4 separate regions of the Mus musculus genome follow, and all the other regions are linked to region 1. Evidence: chromatin contacts called from public promoter capture Hi-C data. All regions are on one chromosome and are shown on one strand. The core of a region is the stretch at or near the end of the contact, and the rest is flanking DNA. Distances in the headings are between cores, read along the strand shown.

Region 1 (3,729 bases), core at 489-2,988:
TGAGGGAGGGAGTGAAAGGTGAATTACACAAGACAACTGGGAGTTACTTTTGAGATTCTGGGCCTCAAAAACTTAGACTTAAGTCCCATTTGATTCAACAGTTCCAGTCCTGGGTATATAGCCAAAAGAAATGAAATATTTTTAAAAATCAACCTTATAATCTATATTTTCAGAGGTTTTTTGCATATTTTTTATGGAGAGTGTGCCATGACATTCATGTGGAGATTAGAGTACAATTTGTGGGAGTCATTTTTCTCCTTTGGCGATGAGAGTACCAGGGACTGACTAGATGATCAAGCTTGTCAGCGAGTGCCTTAACCACAGAGCCATCTCATGAGCCCTATACATTCTAGGAGAACTACATAGCAGGGGAATACCTCAATTAAGGTGGGTTGGTATAAAAACTACAACTGAAACAATGGTATGACTAGGACTGAGGATATAGCTCAAAAATACAGAGCTTGCCTAGAATGTACAGTCCTGGGTTCAATCTCCCTGTGCACCCCCCAAAATAATTACCACTAAGGAGGACTAACCATATCTAAGCCTTTGCTTTGTGCCACATAGTACTGACAACCTTAAATGTTTTTACATACTCATGTGTGGCTGCTTATATTGTACATAATAAGCCCATTCAGGCACAACAGTTCCCTGTCTAATGGAGTGCTTCACCACAAGGACACAGCCCAGGGTTAGAAACAGCAGCCTGAAGAAAGGGGCAAGGCTGAAATGAGCTGAAAACTTAAGTTACATGAGCAAGCCCAGGCCATCTCTCCCACAGTTTTTGTAAAGCCAGAAGGGGAGGGCACAGGAGTTGCACACAGGCACAGCATTTGAATTCCCACAGCCTGAATCCAATATTTGCACAGGTCTCACTGGTCTTGGTTACTTAATTGGTAAAAAAAAAAAAAAAAAAAAAAAAAAAAAAAAAAAGTTTCTTCTTGTAACTCCCCAAAGATTTAAATGAGCTCGTGCATATATATATATATACCGTTGCCTAACACCTCAACAGTTCAGTACAGTGACTGCAATTATGGGACACCTACCTCCTCCTCCCACTAGTCAATGCTAAGGTTGGGTTGTCTAGACAATCCAGGGATGAAACCCAGAGACCAGTCAAGACGGACCACCAAGAAGGCGGGCGAGCATCACCCACTCTTGGAGGTCTCGCTGAGTGGCCATTTTACATGTCTGAAAAACGTGTTCCGCTGTGCGGGGCAGAGAGGAAAAGAGGAATTGTCCTGTCCGCAATCTTAAGGTCCCAACTATGGCTGAAGGCTCAGCACACCTCCAAACGCATGGGGAGGGCGGCGGAGGGGGTGGGGGCGGGCTGGTGGAGGTCCTTGGGGAGTGTGGGGGCACGGGGTACCTGGAGTCGAACTTCTGGCCGTCGAGGAAAGTCCCCACGTAGTGGTAGCGCACGAAGTCGCCACTGTGCACCGTGCGCGGACACTCATCAGGCACGAAGCTCTGCTGGATCTGAAGTTCCGAGCTCACAGCCAGGCCCAACACCGGGGCTGCCTGCCCGGTCACCCAGAGCAGCAGCAGGAGCAGCGACCGGCGCCGCCAGCCCCGGGCCCCTAATGCCATCGCGCGGCCTGGACTCCGGGGAGGCGAGGGGCAAGGCTGGGCGCGCCGCGGCGATGCAAACGTGGAAAGGTCTCCCGGCTAGCCCCGGGCCGCAGCGCCCGCCCCCCGCCGCCCGCGTCCGCCCCGTGCCGGGCCGAGGGGAGGAGCCGCGCCCAGCCCGAGGGGCGTCCACCGGCCTGGGAATTCCTCTGCCTTCCCCGCCTCCAGAAGCCGGGAGAGGATCGCTCTGACTGCCAGGCCCCGCGCCTGAGCACTGCGGATCCCAAGAGACGATATGGAGACTCCTACGTGGCAGCGGATCCAGTTTCCCCTTGCTGCTCTGGGAAAGGAAGGAAACTTAAGAGTCTTTTTTAAAAACTTAGTTACTGGGGGTGTACATACACAATAAACAGGCTGGAACTTCCCTCAGAATGTTTTTGAGTTGCTGTGAACTAATGTGGTCAGTGAATTAAGTTCCTAACACGTGACAGCTTGGCCAGCGCTCCAGATCCCACAAGCGACCCCTAGTTAAATGAATCCTCGATTTATTAAAGCTTTGGAGTATTAAAAGTAAATCAACAGAGCTTTCTCAATTTGTTTTGGGAAGCTACCAAATAATCCAGATACCAAAATCTACTAAAGACACCCACAAACGAGAAAAATAAGCAGTTGGCACCAAACAAGTTCTTTTTTTTTTTTTTTTTTTTTTTAGCAAAGATGCTAAATAAAACTTGAGCAAATGGAACACAACAGCTACCTGAGTGAGCTGGTTAACAAAGTATCAGAGACATCTGCAAAGTGAAGAGAAAACAAGATACTTTAAAAATTAGTATAGAGCCTATGATTAGAATCCAACGATCTAATAAGAAGCTATAGGTGGCCCTCAAAAAAAGGTTAGTGATCAGTTTTCCTACTTGGAAAAAAACAAAAACAAAAAACCTTGGAGTGTCCTAAGTTACAGAACAAGAGAGAGAGGAAAAAAGAAATCCGTGCTAACGTCACTTCAAGTTAAATCATCAAAGGAAAAGAAGAGAACAAAAAGGCGCTCCACGTTGCTTCCCTGGACCTTGAAAATCAATACCGCAATCTACTTTTAGAATCAAGCAACCTGAGAATCAATCAAAACCTTTCTTTACTCTCAGCTCCTAACTGCCGGGCCACCTTTCCAGGGCTCCCTTCCAGCTTTTCCCCAATAGTTTCAAGGCTGAATTTAAGTCTTCGTCCATTTTGAGTTGACCTTTGTATACAAGAGATGTGGTTCTAGTTTATCTAGCCTATGCATATTCAGTTCCCCAGCACCATTCATAGAAGACAAGGTCCTTTATCCAGTGGCCGTTCTTGCTGCCTTGTGGAAAAACCAGATGGTTGAGTATATGTGTGTGAGCTGTGGATTGAACTTTTGTCTTACAAATTCTTGATAAGTTACGTTAGCACGGGTTTCTTTTTTTCCTCTATCCTACGCAGAGCAAAGCCTTCTCAGAGTCTCAAGTAGGAAGGAGGACCTGGACTTAATACCCAGTAGCCATGTGGTAGCTCACAGCTGTCTGTAACTCCAGTTCCAGGGGAGCTGAGGTCTTTTTCTGTCTTCTGTGGGCATTGCAGATCCGGTACACAGATACAGTGGCAGGCAAAACATGCATACACCTAAAGGAAATATAAATAAAGATTATTTTTTTCAAAAGAAACACTTCAGGACATTGGTCTAAATGATGATTTTGATAAGACTCCAAAAGCATGGCAAAGAAAAGGAAAAGACACATAGGGTTATATTAAATCTAGAGTTGGCATTTAAACAAGCAACAGAAACAACAGAGGTCCCAGCCTCCAGAAGGGAGGATGCACTTGTATCCTGTGCAACCCATGAAGGATTCACTTTTAAGATATAAGAATCGTCACCTCCCCCAAAATCAACACTAAATATTCCAATTAAAGAATAGCCAAGGGGCCCGTAAAGTAGTTCAGTCCGTGACAACATCAATCTGCCTTACATGTGTGCAAGGCCCTGGATCCAAATCCCAGCTCACACTAAAAATCAGTAAATGCATAAATATGTGAGTAAGCAAATAGACATTTCTCGATAGGATAAATGAATGTGTTCATGTGTGTGTATTTTTTCCAAGGTTTTTATTTATGCTCAACAACACTAATTAAAGAAATACA
Region 2 (3,729 bases), core at 636-3,135, 2.4 Mb before region 1:
TATTCACAAGTACTCTGGTCCGTGTCAAAAGCCAATGTCCTCGTTGGTAGACATTTCCAGAACAATCCAGTTTGGTCAGCACCATAAATCTGTTCTGGTAGGAGATTTTCTCTTTCCACAAATTCCTGAAAGTTACCACAAAATTCACTGGCAGCAGTTTCATCCCCTTTTAATTTTGTGCCTTTCCCTGCAGCCTTTGGAATACCGTGGCGCTGCTTAAACCTAGTAAGCCAGCCAGAAGAGGCATTAAAATCACCCTCCATGCCCAATGCATCGAAGAAGAACCTAGCCTGCTTTGCACAGATCGTTCCAGACACTGGAATGCCATCTGTTTTCTGTTGATTAAACCATTCTATCATCACTCTGTCAAGCTCCTCATACGTTGACGACTTCATGGATTTACGCTTGGACACCCCACTAGTTGGGTCTGAACTGTTGGCATAGTTTATAATTCTCTCTTTGTTTTTTTTAATGTCACGAACTGTGGATTCACCAATTCCATACAGGACAGAAAGTTTTTTGAAGGAGTTGCCTTCTTCAAGCTTCTTAATAATGTCAAGTTTGTCTTTAATTGTCAGGACCACACGTTTACGTTTCCCCAACATTTTAGTCTAATTATTTTAGACAATTAACAACTTAGATTTGAACACAAAGAGACCAGAAAATGGAGGCTTAAGAGTCCTCAGCTGTTCCCTAAGACTTGGATGTTATAACAATTTTCAACGAAAGTCCGAGTTTTTCCCTTTGCATTTTAGAACTTAACCTGTTCCTATGACAACGAATAGCTCCAGATAACCCTTGTTTCTCTTCTTCCTCCTTGCTCTTTTCATTAAATTGCAGCCTTACTGAAAGCTCTAAGTTGAATCAATATTGTCCTACCGAGGTTTCTAAAACATTCTCATGATGATCAATTTTTGCCATTACCATGGGTCTTTTTTTCTTTTTCTTTTTTTCTTATGCTACGTTCAAGAAAACAGTTTTACTCGGGCTTGCACACTTAACAGACAGAAACACGGAGCAGGAAGCCTCACAGCCTGACTGTTGATGTCTGTGTCAGACAGCCAAGTGAGTGAACGCTCTCTTCAAGGCAAGGACTCTTGATGAGTACCTATGAAAGTCACAGCGAGCAGAGGTGAGCTGTCTCACCTCTTAGAATGTAAGTGGACAGGCAAACAACTCAGTACTTTAAACCAAAAAGAACTTATTGCTAATGGCAACTGAAAGGGAAACAGCGGACAAGTGATGTCACATGATTCAAGAAAGGATAAAAAACTTCATTGGTGGAAATCAGGACCCAAGGCTGCAACTAGGGGGTGGTAGGCTGGGTGAAGACCATACAGTAATCCTGGTGCAAGAAGATCTCCATGACCACAGAAGTAGCTGCTGGGGTGGTAGAGGTACTCGAGCCTTTGAAACCTATAGGAAAATACCAAACACGTTTTCCTTTCAGTATCAGTCCACCGTATAACTCATACCTACCCCTGCAACTGTGTCTAGGACATTGCCACCTATCAACCTGACAGGTAATAGACAAATAACGCTCGCAGGCACCACCCGGGAGCTGAGAGCCTACCTCCTGACACTACCAGGGCCTCTCCGAGACCGCCGGCCAGCAAGCTCCGAGCCGGACGCTGGGTGAAAGTCGGAGGCAGAGGGTCACGGCCGCAGCCCTACAGCGAGCGACTGGTCACCAGGCGCGCGGGACGCCGGGAAGCAGGGTGCGGGCATCGCTCCGCCTGACCGGCCAGAACGCAGAGCCAGCAGAGGAAGTCCCCAGCGAAGTCGACCCCGCCAGCCACCGCAGAGCGAGCGCGCAACGGAGCTGCGCGGCCGAGCCGGAAGGCAGGGGATTAGGTGCGCGCGCGCGCCCCCGCAGGAACGTGTTGTCGGCGAGGGGCGGGATGCGCGGGCGAGCCCGCTGACGGGGGCGCGGCTTCTGGGGGAGGGGCGGGGCTTGGCCAATGCTCCGCCTCCGGACACCCAGCGTGTGGCTCACGGCTGAGACCAGCAGAGGGCGACGCAGGGTGATTCTAGGTGGCCGGACTTTGCAGATGAGAAGGGAATAATAGCAAGGTTTTCTTTCTGGTAAGACTCAGGGAATATTTTAAGGCCCTAATGAGTTTACAGCTGTAACCTTCCAGGAATCTTCCCTCAAGGACTCTCTTCTGTTATCTTCTAACTAACAGGTTGTTCTGTTAGTATCATTTGGGTAATTTTCCTATATTTGTGTCCAAGGAAGTGAGAGTTGTGCTGTTTTGAGGATCATGTTGTTTTTTTCTTTTTTCTTTCTTCAGTAGCTTAAGATATATTTTAATCATGTTTACAATGTTACAATTTAGTATTGATGTTTTATGAAGTTAAATTATTAAATGAATAGTCTTAAATCCACTGTGGTGTTTTGTTTTGTTTTGTTTTGTTTTTTGAAAAATTATATAATTACCAAAAGCCAAAAATCAAATATTTGGAATACCTACTGTGAAATTTAAGAGATTAAAGGTTGTACTTGATACTTGTTATTTTTCTTAAATCTAGTTATCAAATGTAAAAATAAAAAGGCCCAGGGAGTGCACAGAGCCTCTTTGCCCTCTTCTGCGGCTGCGGCAACACAGAGCCGGATACCAGAGGCCAGCCAGCATGACGGTCGGCACTGATGACCTTAATGCTGGTGCAGGAATATAAGGACCACTTCCTGCTGTCAAAGGGGAATTTCAAGACTTCCACCTGTATCCAGTCCCAGCGTAGAGCCCCTCTCTTGCATAATAGTTTTTTAGGTGGTGTTGTTTTTAAATCCTTCTTCCACAAACTACAACCTAATGTGGATTATTCTGTTTCAGAAGAGGTTGTTTATTTGTTTGTTTCTCTAGAATTCTAGCACCAGGAGAGAGGGAAATCAAACCAAGCATTCATTCACTCTGCAGAGAAAGAATGTTGATTACTGGCCCTCTTTTGTCTCCCAAGCCTTCTCTGTGCTGCTATTCTCAGAGTCCCACCCTTCCACTCTCTGGCCTGCTGGATGGAAATCCTTTGATCTTTGATCTATCTCTGCTGTCCTATGGATGACTTTGGACAAGCCCTAGTTTTGCCTGAAAGTAGACTTCCCATAACTCTCACCCGCTTCAAGCTTACAAGGAAGCAATCTGAGTGGTTCCAAATGACCATTCCTAGTAAAGAACAATTTCATTCATATTGCTTTTAAAAACTTCCCTTCTCCCTTCTCGTTCTTAAGGAGTGCGCAAAAACACTCGCACCTGTTCATTCCTTAACAGAGGAGAACTAGCTTTCAGACTGCCAACCTCATAGAAATCAGGCTGTTCTTAGCCAAACGGAAGTTTGCCTGGCTTTCCTCTCTTCCAGCCTCCTGGGGTCACTGTGGCCTATGGTATTAAAGAAGAAAAAATGAAAAAAAAATCCTGCCTTGCTTGCCCATCCCACTTTTGGAAGCTAATTTCCTTCTCCATAGTGTGTTTGATGAGTATTTGTAGAATCTACCCCCAGTCAATTGTTTACCCCTTCTGTAACCTCATGAAGAACAAAAGCCAGATGCCGATATCATAAAGGCTGTCAAGCCTCTAGAACCCTACAAGACCTGTGACCACATGAACTACCCACGCCCTCCATGAGGGAATATTAATAGAGCCCTATTTTGTGGGTGCCTTATGAGCCTGGTGAGCATCTCCTTCTCTCTATGAACGAATAACATAGTCTGAACCTCAGCTGCTTTCTTCAAGA
Region 3 (3,729 bases), core at 316-2,815, 2.2 Mb before region 1:
CTTACTAAAATGTAAATGTTTTCTATAAGCACAGGTAATTTTAATTTGCAATATGTCTTAGTTAGGGTTTCTATTACTGCAATGAAAACATCATGACCAGAAAGCAAATGTGTGTGTGTGTGTGTGTGTGTGTGTGTGTGTGTGCGCGCGCACGCTCATGCGCGCCCTCACACACTATTTGGCTCACACTTGCACATTAAATTCATGATTTAAAAAAGCCAGGACAGGAACTCCAAGAGGGCAGGAACCTAGAAGCAGGAGCTGATGCAGAACCTGTGGACCAATGCTGCTTACTGGCCTGCTCATCGTGACATGCTTACCTCGATTTGTTATAGAACACAGGACCACCAGCCCAGGGTGGCACCATCCACAATGGCCCTCCCCGTCCAGTTACTAATTAAGAAAAAGGTCTTAAAAGCTATTCTCAATTGAGATTCTTTCCTTCTATGTAACTCTAGCTTGTATCAGGTTAATGCGAAAGTAGGCTGTGTTAGAACTTATTAAATTTGCATAATATGAAATAAATTGTACAAGATGTGTTTCTTGCATTGTATGAAGCCTGTGAACTACAATTACTTCCCTAGAAATAGTGAGTGGCCCTGAAGAAATTACAGGGGCTGGAGAACTGGCTGCTCTTCTGGAGGACCCAGGTTTGGTTCCCAGCATGGCCACTTAGCCATCTGTAACTCTAGTTCCAGAGGATTCAATGCCCTCTTCTGGCCCCCTTAGGCAACAGTCACACATGCCATGCAGATGCAGGCAAACACACACACACACACACACACACACACACACACATATGTGAGATACAAAATAATAAAAGATCATTTACAAGCACTTAGAAAATCTTATTGGAAAAATTGGTTTTGTAAAATATAAGAATATATAATAAGAAACAAATCTCTTCCAAGTGCAGTTGACATTTTGGGTAGAATGTAAAAACAACAAACAGAAGGGCCACACCAGTAGATGTTTTGATCTCCTGAAGACCTGAATCCAGTTAGGGCACCTTGTCCTCTTCCCCTTGAGTGATGTCACCAGGAACTGCTCACAACCTAGTGTAAATAAGTATCTGGGGAAGAAACTGTGGGTAGGGCAAGGGTTCAGGTATTTCGTCAGGAAAAGCCTAGAACAATCTGGAAAAGCTTTCTCTGGCTACTGTTTGGGTAGTTTTTATTTGTTTATTTATTTTAGAAAAAAACAAGGTGCAGTCCAACTTGGGCCTCAAAGAAACGGGACCTTAAGGGACGCTGTCTGTCCTTGACACTGCATTTCCTTGCTGGCTTTTCTTGCACTTTGAGCCATGCAGGATTGGGCTCCTCTGCAGTTATTGGTTGCTCTTCACAGACTGACAGACTTGTCTGGAACCTCTCAGAGGAAAGTTTCAGGTTGCTGGGGCTTGCCAAGCCCACTAAGCAGCGAGCAGAGCAAAGTGGGGTGGGGACAGAAGGAGGAGCGGGAGAAGCGGGAGGAGGATCAGGAGGAGGAGCAGCCTTTCACACTCCACTGCTCCGCCTCTGATTGGCTCTGGGTTTCAGCTGCTTCGCTGGAACAAAAGGTCAAAGTGGACTGCAGTGTAAATGTGGAGGCAGCCGATAAATATCCTTGCCTGCAGCTGGAGGTGGAGAGGCAGTGTCAGCTGCAGCAGGTTGTGTGTTCCGCGGGTCCTGCACACAGGGCTTGACTGGAAGGCACTCGGGGATCCCGTGCAGATTCGCACACGAGGATGGCTTGTGAAATCATGCCGCTGCGAAGGTAGTGTTCTCTGCTTCTTATGCTGTTTGGTATTTTCTGGGCAGCGTACTTGGCCAGTGCTCTCGGCATCATTAGTAACAGGCTGCAAACCTTGCAGTCTGTTCTGCACAGTGCTCTTTCCTCAGACCAGATAGAAACATTTAAATAGCGCACTTCTCTTTCACTGACACTTTTGTGTAGTTGCTCATGATTATTGGGTTCAGCTATACCTTCTTTTAAGGGAAGTGTATTTAAGACAATACCTCTGCAAACCGAAGCAAAGCAAACTGAATGGGCTTCCTGGGTCTCCAGGCTGTTAGAGCTCATAGATGGATCTGATTCTCTGCTCTCTAGGCAAGGACTTTCTTCAAGTATATTGTAGTTATCGGAATAAAGGTTGAGAACAATGTTTTTCCTTGAATAATTCTAGGTAGATTGGTTACCCAAATGACGCTTGGAAAAAAATAACAAAACAAAAACAAAAACCAAAAAGGAAAAAAAAAATGCTGTGTAAGAGTGATAGAGCACAGGGTTCTGGCTTTGCTTTTGAGGACTGTGATGGGGGCAGGGGGTGGGGTGTCTCTCTGAGTCCTATAGAAATAAATAAAGGTAACTAACTGTACATAGCCCTGGCTGTTAGGAAGCACACTGCTGGTGAAGTAGACCCGAGTGCTGAGTGCTGTGTGTTAAAGCCACTACAGAAATCACTGAGTCCTGTCCCCACAGAAAGTCTGAGCCGCCCAAGGTCACAGTTCATAGTTTAAAAACTGACTTGTGCTAATCATATGGTTACATCTGAATTGCAATTACTTAGTGATAGTGACATTTGACTTCATATATATGTTTCATTTACAGTTTTCTATGGAAAATGGTATTGTCAAAAATCAGACAGTAATGGCAATTTATTGAAAATACTTAGATGAAATGAATTTACTGAAAAGAAACAATCCCATGTATATTTTGTTTGTGCTTTAGCAACAGAAATATGATTTTAAAAGTGTATCATTTTTGGTAAAGAGATTCCTTCAGGCTGGCTGTGGTGAGAGCCAGTGTGGTTGTTTTTCTTTTGCTGTCCTGACATGTCCACTGTAATAGGAACTTGATGTGGTGTTCAGAGTACCTTATCAGAGAATTGATACTTAATGTAGAAGAAAGTGCTGTGTAGAGTAATCTATAATTCTACATTGATTTGGTGGAAAAGTCCCCATGCTTGAAATTTCTAAGAGAACAAAACTAATGTACACTTTTTGGAGTTTTAATATCTAATTGTTAGGTTGGGAACTTTTGTCCTTCCAATGATGTCGGTCCTCAAGATCTCTAAGCAGGTCATGTTTTAGATAAAAAGTATTGGCCATTACTAAGCCCTGTTGTAGCTACACAAAAATAGAATGCCTGCTATGTAGAGCAAAAATGACCATGTGAGTTCCTGAAAACTATTTTACATTGTTGGTCGCTATAGTGAAACTAGAAATCTCAGTGTGCATTGCAGAATGCTGAGTCATGACTTTTGTCTCTCTGGTCACTCCTCACCAGCTCACTGTGCACTCAATGTCCCCTTACTTCCAAGCCCCATGGCAGGGATGATTGATCCCCTGGCAATCTTCACTTGCAGTTTATTTCTGCTTTTGATTATACACTTCTTGAAGACAACGGCCAGGTGTGTATGATGAGGCTTTCTGCACAGAGGTCCCTTGTGAGTCTAAGTGTTTATGCCGAATCGCTCATGATCTTGCAGGGTGTCTCTCTTCAGATCTCAGGCCAATGTCTTTGGCTGTTGTTCTCCATGTTTGTTATAGAAATGATCCCCATTGCTGAGGATCCCATCCTCAAGCTCCCAAAGGAGAGAGTTTATAGACTCGTGCAAGGTTTCAGTGCCAGAGTGCTTGAAACTGAATTGAAATAAATAGGTAAAATATTAGCTTTAAACAAGAAGTAAAGCAATTCATGGTGAATAGTGCATTGAAAATACTGGTGTGAATTCTAGTTAATGATTAT
Region 4 (3,729 bases), core at 327-2,826, 2.1 Mb before region 1:
TAAGTGAGATTCCCAGAAGCACGTAGTCGGAATGATAGAACCAACAGATACTCATACTGCTGAATGTGCAACCACTCCATCGATAAATAAAGACAAAAATGTAATGAAAAAAAGAACAAGGCAGGAGGGGGGAGTAAAACAAACTAAAGGACTCAGAAGTACGTTAAAAAGGTATTTTGTATATTTCACTTTCTTTCATCAGAGGGACAAAAGTATTTGTTTTTAATACAGTAATTTTACTTTAAAAATATTCAGTGCTTACTCCATGTCAGCACTAAATGGTTTACATACAATTAAGTTAATACACGTAAGAAGTAAAAGAGAGAAATTTCTTATGAAATTCATATGCATAAAACTCTGGCAAGACCCACCACAGAGAAAGACAGATCTAAATAGGTAATGAATGTATCCTCTAGGAACCACTTAAAAGTTGTGCCCTGCTCTTTATTCTAGAAGCTCTAAGGAGGCAGGAAGGACCTGGAGTTCACATAGTTTAAAGCTAGACTGGACCAGCTAAATAAATAAATAAATAGATAGATAAACAAAACAAATAACTCTCTAATTCTGGCTTATATGGGGAAAAAAATAAAAGATCACTTCATTATTAGAAAACAAGACTTTGATGTTTATGGTCTTTTCCAAAGCTCTCACATACAAATTACAAGCAGATTCAAACAACAGATGGTTAACTGTGAAGTGTTTGGTGACAAATGACTGTAGAAGCATCTGTGGGTCCCTAAGGAAGTGTAGGATCAAACACGCATTTCAAGATGTATTAAAATGACCTCTTTTCCCCAGCCTTTATGGGCATGTTTAATCTGCTAACTGGAAGCAGTGTGCCTCCACCCAAAAACTGAATTGGGCCCTACACATCTATACATGACAGCATCTTTTCACAATGTCACACGGTTGGACACTTCTAGGGCTTTGCATTTCTTCTGTTCACCCTCACTTTATTTCTTTTCAGAGGCAATTGTGTGAAACCTACTAGAATGCTCACAGCGCAGAAATTTGCCACACAAACACTTACAGAATCAATGCCAAGGTCCCTCCCGGAACAATTTGCCACGAGGATATAGGTTTAACAGAGATGTCTAACTGTGCTCTAAGAGCCAAAGATGGTCTGCGCAGATACAGGCACGCACTGTGGGTCTGCAAAGGTGAAGGAAAATGGTTCTCCTGCATTTCTGTTCTCTGAAAGTGAATTTAAGACGCAGTCAGGCTTGGAAATGTACCCATAACCAAGGCTTACCAACATTAGCTATGGCGCACTTTCAACAAAGATTGTCAGGTGCATTGCGGATTTGGAGAACTAAGATGGGAGGGGGAGCACACAGTAAACAGATTGGGGGGGGGGGGTGTATAAACAGGTATGGAAAAATACAGTCTCAGCCTCGAGCTGGTTCCAGCCAGTTCTGCAGGGGTGGGGGCGGATGCTGAGGGCTGGGTGTCTAAGTGGCAGGTTTTAGAGACCTCGGAGATAGCAGCATAGCAACAATTTGGTGCAGTGTGTGCGCACAACCATCAGCTGATAGTGAGCAGCCATTCACTTGCCGCGAGCCGCGAAGCGGCCGCGCGGACGTCACCACAGCCGTCAGCGTTTGCCGCATCTTCAGACGCACTCTGGACCAGCCGCAATCACAGCTGCAGGACCTCTCTGGACCAGCTCTATTGCAGACTGCGCAACCACCAGACCACTGCGGCAAACAAGCCCAGCTGAGCCGAGCAGTAGCCATGGCCGACCCCGAGAAGCAGGGACCCGCTGAGAGCCGCGCCGAGGACGAGGTAATGGAAGGCGCCCAGGGTGGCGAAGATGCCGCGACCGGTGACAGTGCCGCTGCTCCCGCGGCCGAGGAGCCCCAGGCCCCCGCGGAGAACGCGCCCAAGCCCAAAAAAGACTTTATGGAGAGCTTGCCCAATTCCGTGAAATGCCGGGTTCTGGCGCTCAAAAAGCTGCAGAAGCGCTGCGATAAGATCGAGGCCAAGTTTGACAAGGAATTCCAGGCTCTGGAGAAGAAGTACAACGATATCTACAAGCCCCTGCTCGCCAAGATCCAGGAGCTCACCGGAGAGATGGAGGGCTGCGCGTGGACCCTGGAGGGAGAGGATGATGAAGATGACGAGGAAGAGGACGACGAGGAGGAGGAGGAGGAAGAAGAGGCTGCAGCTGGCGCAACTGGGGGTCCCAACTTCGCCAAGAAGTGAGCACAGCAAGCTGACAGGTGATAAATCCCCTGCCCCTTTTATTTCCAATGTCGGCAGACTTTAAAAGGCTCAGGATTTGCCCAAAATAAAATGTGAATCTATTCTGACATTCCTAAAATTAAATTGAATCAAGTAGATTCTGGCTAGCCCGTTTCTAATCTGACTTTTATTTGTGTAAAACAGATGCTAAAAGACGTTTTTTAGAAAAAAAAAAAAGCCTAATTAAACTTTTTTTTTTCTCCCTGCTCTTCTGTGAGAACTGGACTTGAGACTGTTGAAAGGTTGTCAGTTAGATGGGAATTAAAAGTGCGTCACACGTTGAAATCCATTCATCACACTACACCAGAACATCCAAGCTAAGACAGAACTCTTCTCAATGCTTAATTCTTCAGTTTCTTTACATTTTCCAGCGCAGAGGAAAAGGAACCCAGGAACGACGTCATCTTTAAGACTTTTGCTTTTGCAAACCCAGACATCAGCTTTACACTCCAGAGGAGCCTTGGCATGGAGCAAGCCTGGACTGACAGCATTTACTGATTATGTGGCTAGGAAAACTGCCATTTCAAGTTGTGAAAAAATGTTTTAAATATTTGCATTTACAGAAAGAACATGGTTTCAAAAATGAGGGTGTATTCCATGTATAATATTGTCAACACGTGTTCATCTGTTATGGTCCCGTGTTACCTGTTTTCTTGGTAGTGTTTGTTTACAAAATCGTAAAAAATTACCCCAAATGTTTTAAAGTGTTAAATTACCTTATAGCATTTTAGAAATATAATTTACTTGAAGAGATGTAGAATGTAGCAATTCTGTAAAGCATGTGTATCCAGTGTTGCCTAGTTTGACCTTTGTGAAGTCTTTTTGTCTTGTAGCTTTTAGCAAGTAGCTGTGAAAACCATCAGAACTCCTCAATGAAGCTAATGTTTGGAAAAAGTATATACTTGAAGAACAAACCCAAGTGTGTACCCCCAACCCCAGCTCAGAAATAGAAAGGGTTTAAGTTTGCTTGTATTAGCTGTGCCTTCATTATTTTGCTATGTAAATGTGACTTAATAAATGGTGCAAAATTAAATTTTATTGCTTGAGGACAGACGGGCATAAAGGAAGGGAAAAGACATTTAATGTAAAGGCCTCTAGCTTCTTTGTGGGTTTTGAGTTGTCTGTGAACCAATGTTCTGTAAAGAAACACAAACTTAAAGTTGTTTACCACTGTGGTGTTAACAAAACAGTATTTTCAAAAATAAAAAAATCCTTGTTATTCTGACTACCTGTACTGTCATCTATAAAAGTGGGTGGGAACAATCCCTTCCTCGCAGTTATTATGAAGAGAAAGTGAGTAACTACGCTTACAGCCCACACAGCAGCGTCTGACACCTAGGAATAATTTCCAGCTATTATTGTTTTAATAAAGACAAAAGACCCAGATAGAAAATTCAACTCCCTCCCCTGCTACACAACAGAAAATGGTAGCATTATTAATTTCTAACTTGGTGATTCCTTGTTATCAGAAAAGAATATGGCTTG

Evidence for each region. Promoter capture Hi-C pulls out the DNA fragments that hold promoters and counts their contacts.
Region 2: a contact with region 1 is called in a promoter capture Hi-C map of pre-B cells. The contact joins the promoter of Tigd2 here to the promoter of Fkbp9 in region 1. A contact is called at or near these places in 7 of 39 promoter capture datasets (the 3T3-L1 cell line, cranial neural crest, embryonic stem cells and 3 more) and 1 of 115 datasets of contacts at active chromatin or transcription factors (embryonic stem cells).
Region 3: a promoter capture Hi-C map of cranial neural crest shows a contact between it and region 1. The contact joins the promoter of Fam13a here to the promoter of Fkbp9 in region 1. A contact is called at or near these places in 3 of 39 promoter capture datasets (cranial neural crest, hippocampal neurons and liver) and 1 of 115 datasets of contacts at active chromatin or transcription factors (astrocytes).
Region 4: a promoter capture Hi-C map of embryonic stem cells shows a contact between it and region 1, with 3 times the contacts expected there. The contact joins the promoter of Nap1l5 here to the promoter of Fkbp9 in region 1. A contact is called at or near these places in 4 of 39 promoter capture datasets (embryonic stem cells, hippocampal neurons and pre-B cells) and 2 of 9 other capture datasets (adipose tissue and liver).

What each region holds. Positions count from the first base shown.
Region 1 is chr6:56,830,068-56,833,796 of GRCm38.p6, reverse strand. It overlaps Fkbp9 (FK506 binding protein 9), which reads right to left and starts at 1,738. Exons shown (of 10, transcript NM_012056.2): 1 at 1,370-1,738. The coding sequence starts at 1,590.
Region 2 is chr6:59,207,026-59,210,754 of GRCm38.p6, reverse strand. Tigd2 (tigger transposable element derived 2) reads right to left here and starts at 1,885. Exons shown (of 2, transcript NM_001081145.1): 1 at 1,574-1,885; 2 at 1-1,416. The coding sequence starts at 605.
Region 3 is chr6:59,022,338-59,026,066 of GRCm38.p6, reverse strand. It overlaps Fam13a (family with sequence similarity 13, member A), which reads left to right and starts at 1,565. Exons shown (of 18, transcript NM_153574.2): 1 at 1,565-1,755. The coding sequence starts at 1,727. Gm52905 (a long non-coding RNA gene) reads right to left here. Exons shown (of 2, transcript XR_003956447.1): 2 at 1,157-3,623.
Region 4 is chr6:58,904,973-58,908,701 of GRCm38.p6, reverse strand. Nap1l5 (nucleosome assembly protein 1-like 5) reads left to right here and starts at 1,576. Exons shown (of 1, transcript NM_021432.2): 1 at 1,576-3,469. The coding sequence starts at 1,735. The coding sequence ends at 2,205. All of the region lies in intron 23 of Herc3 (hect domain and RLD 3), which reads right to left.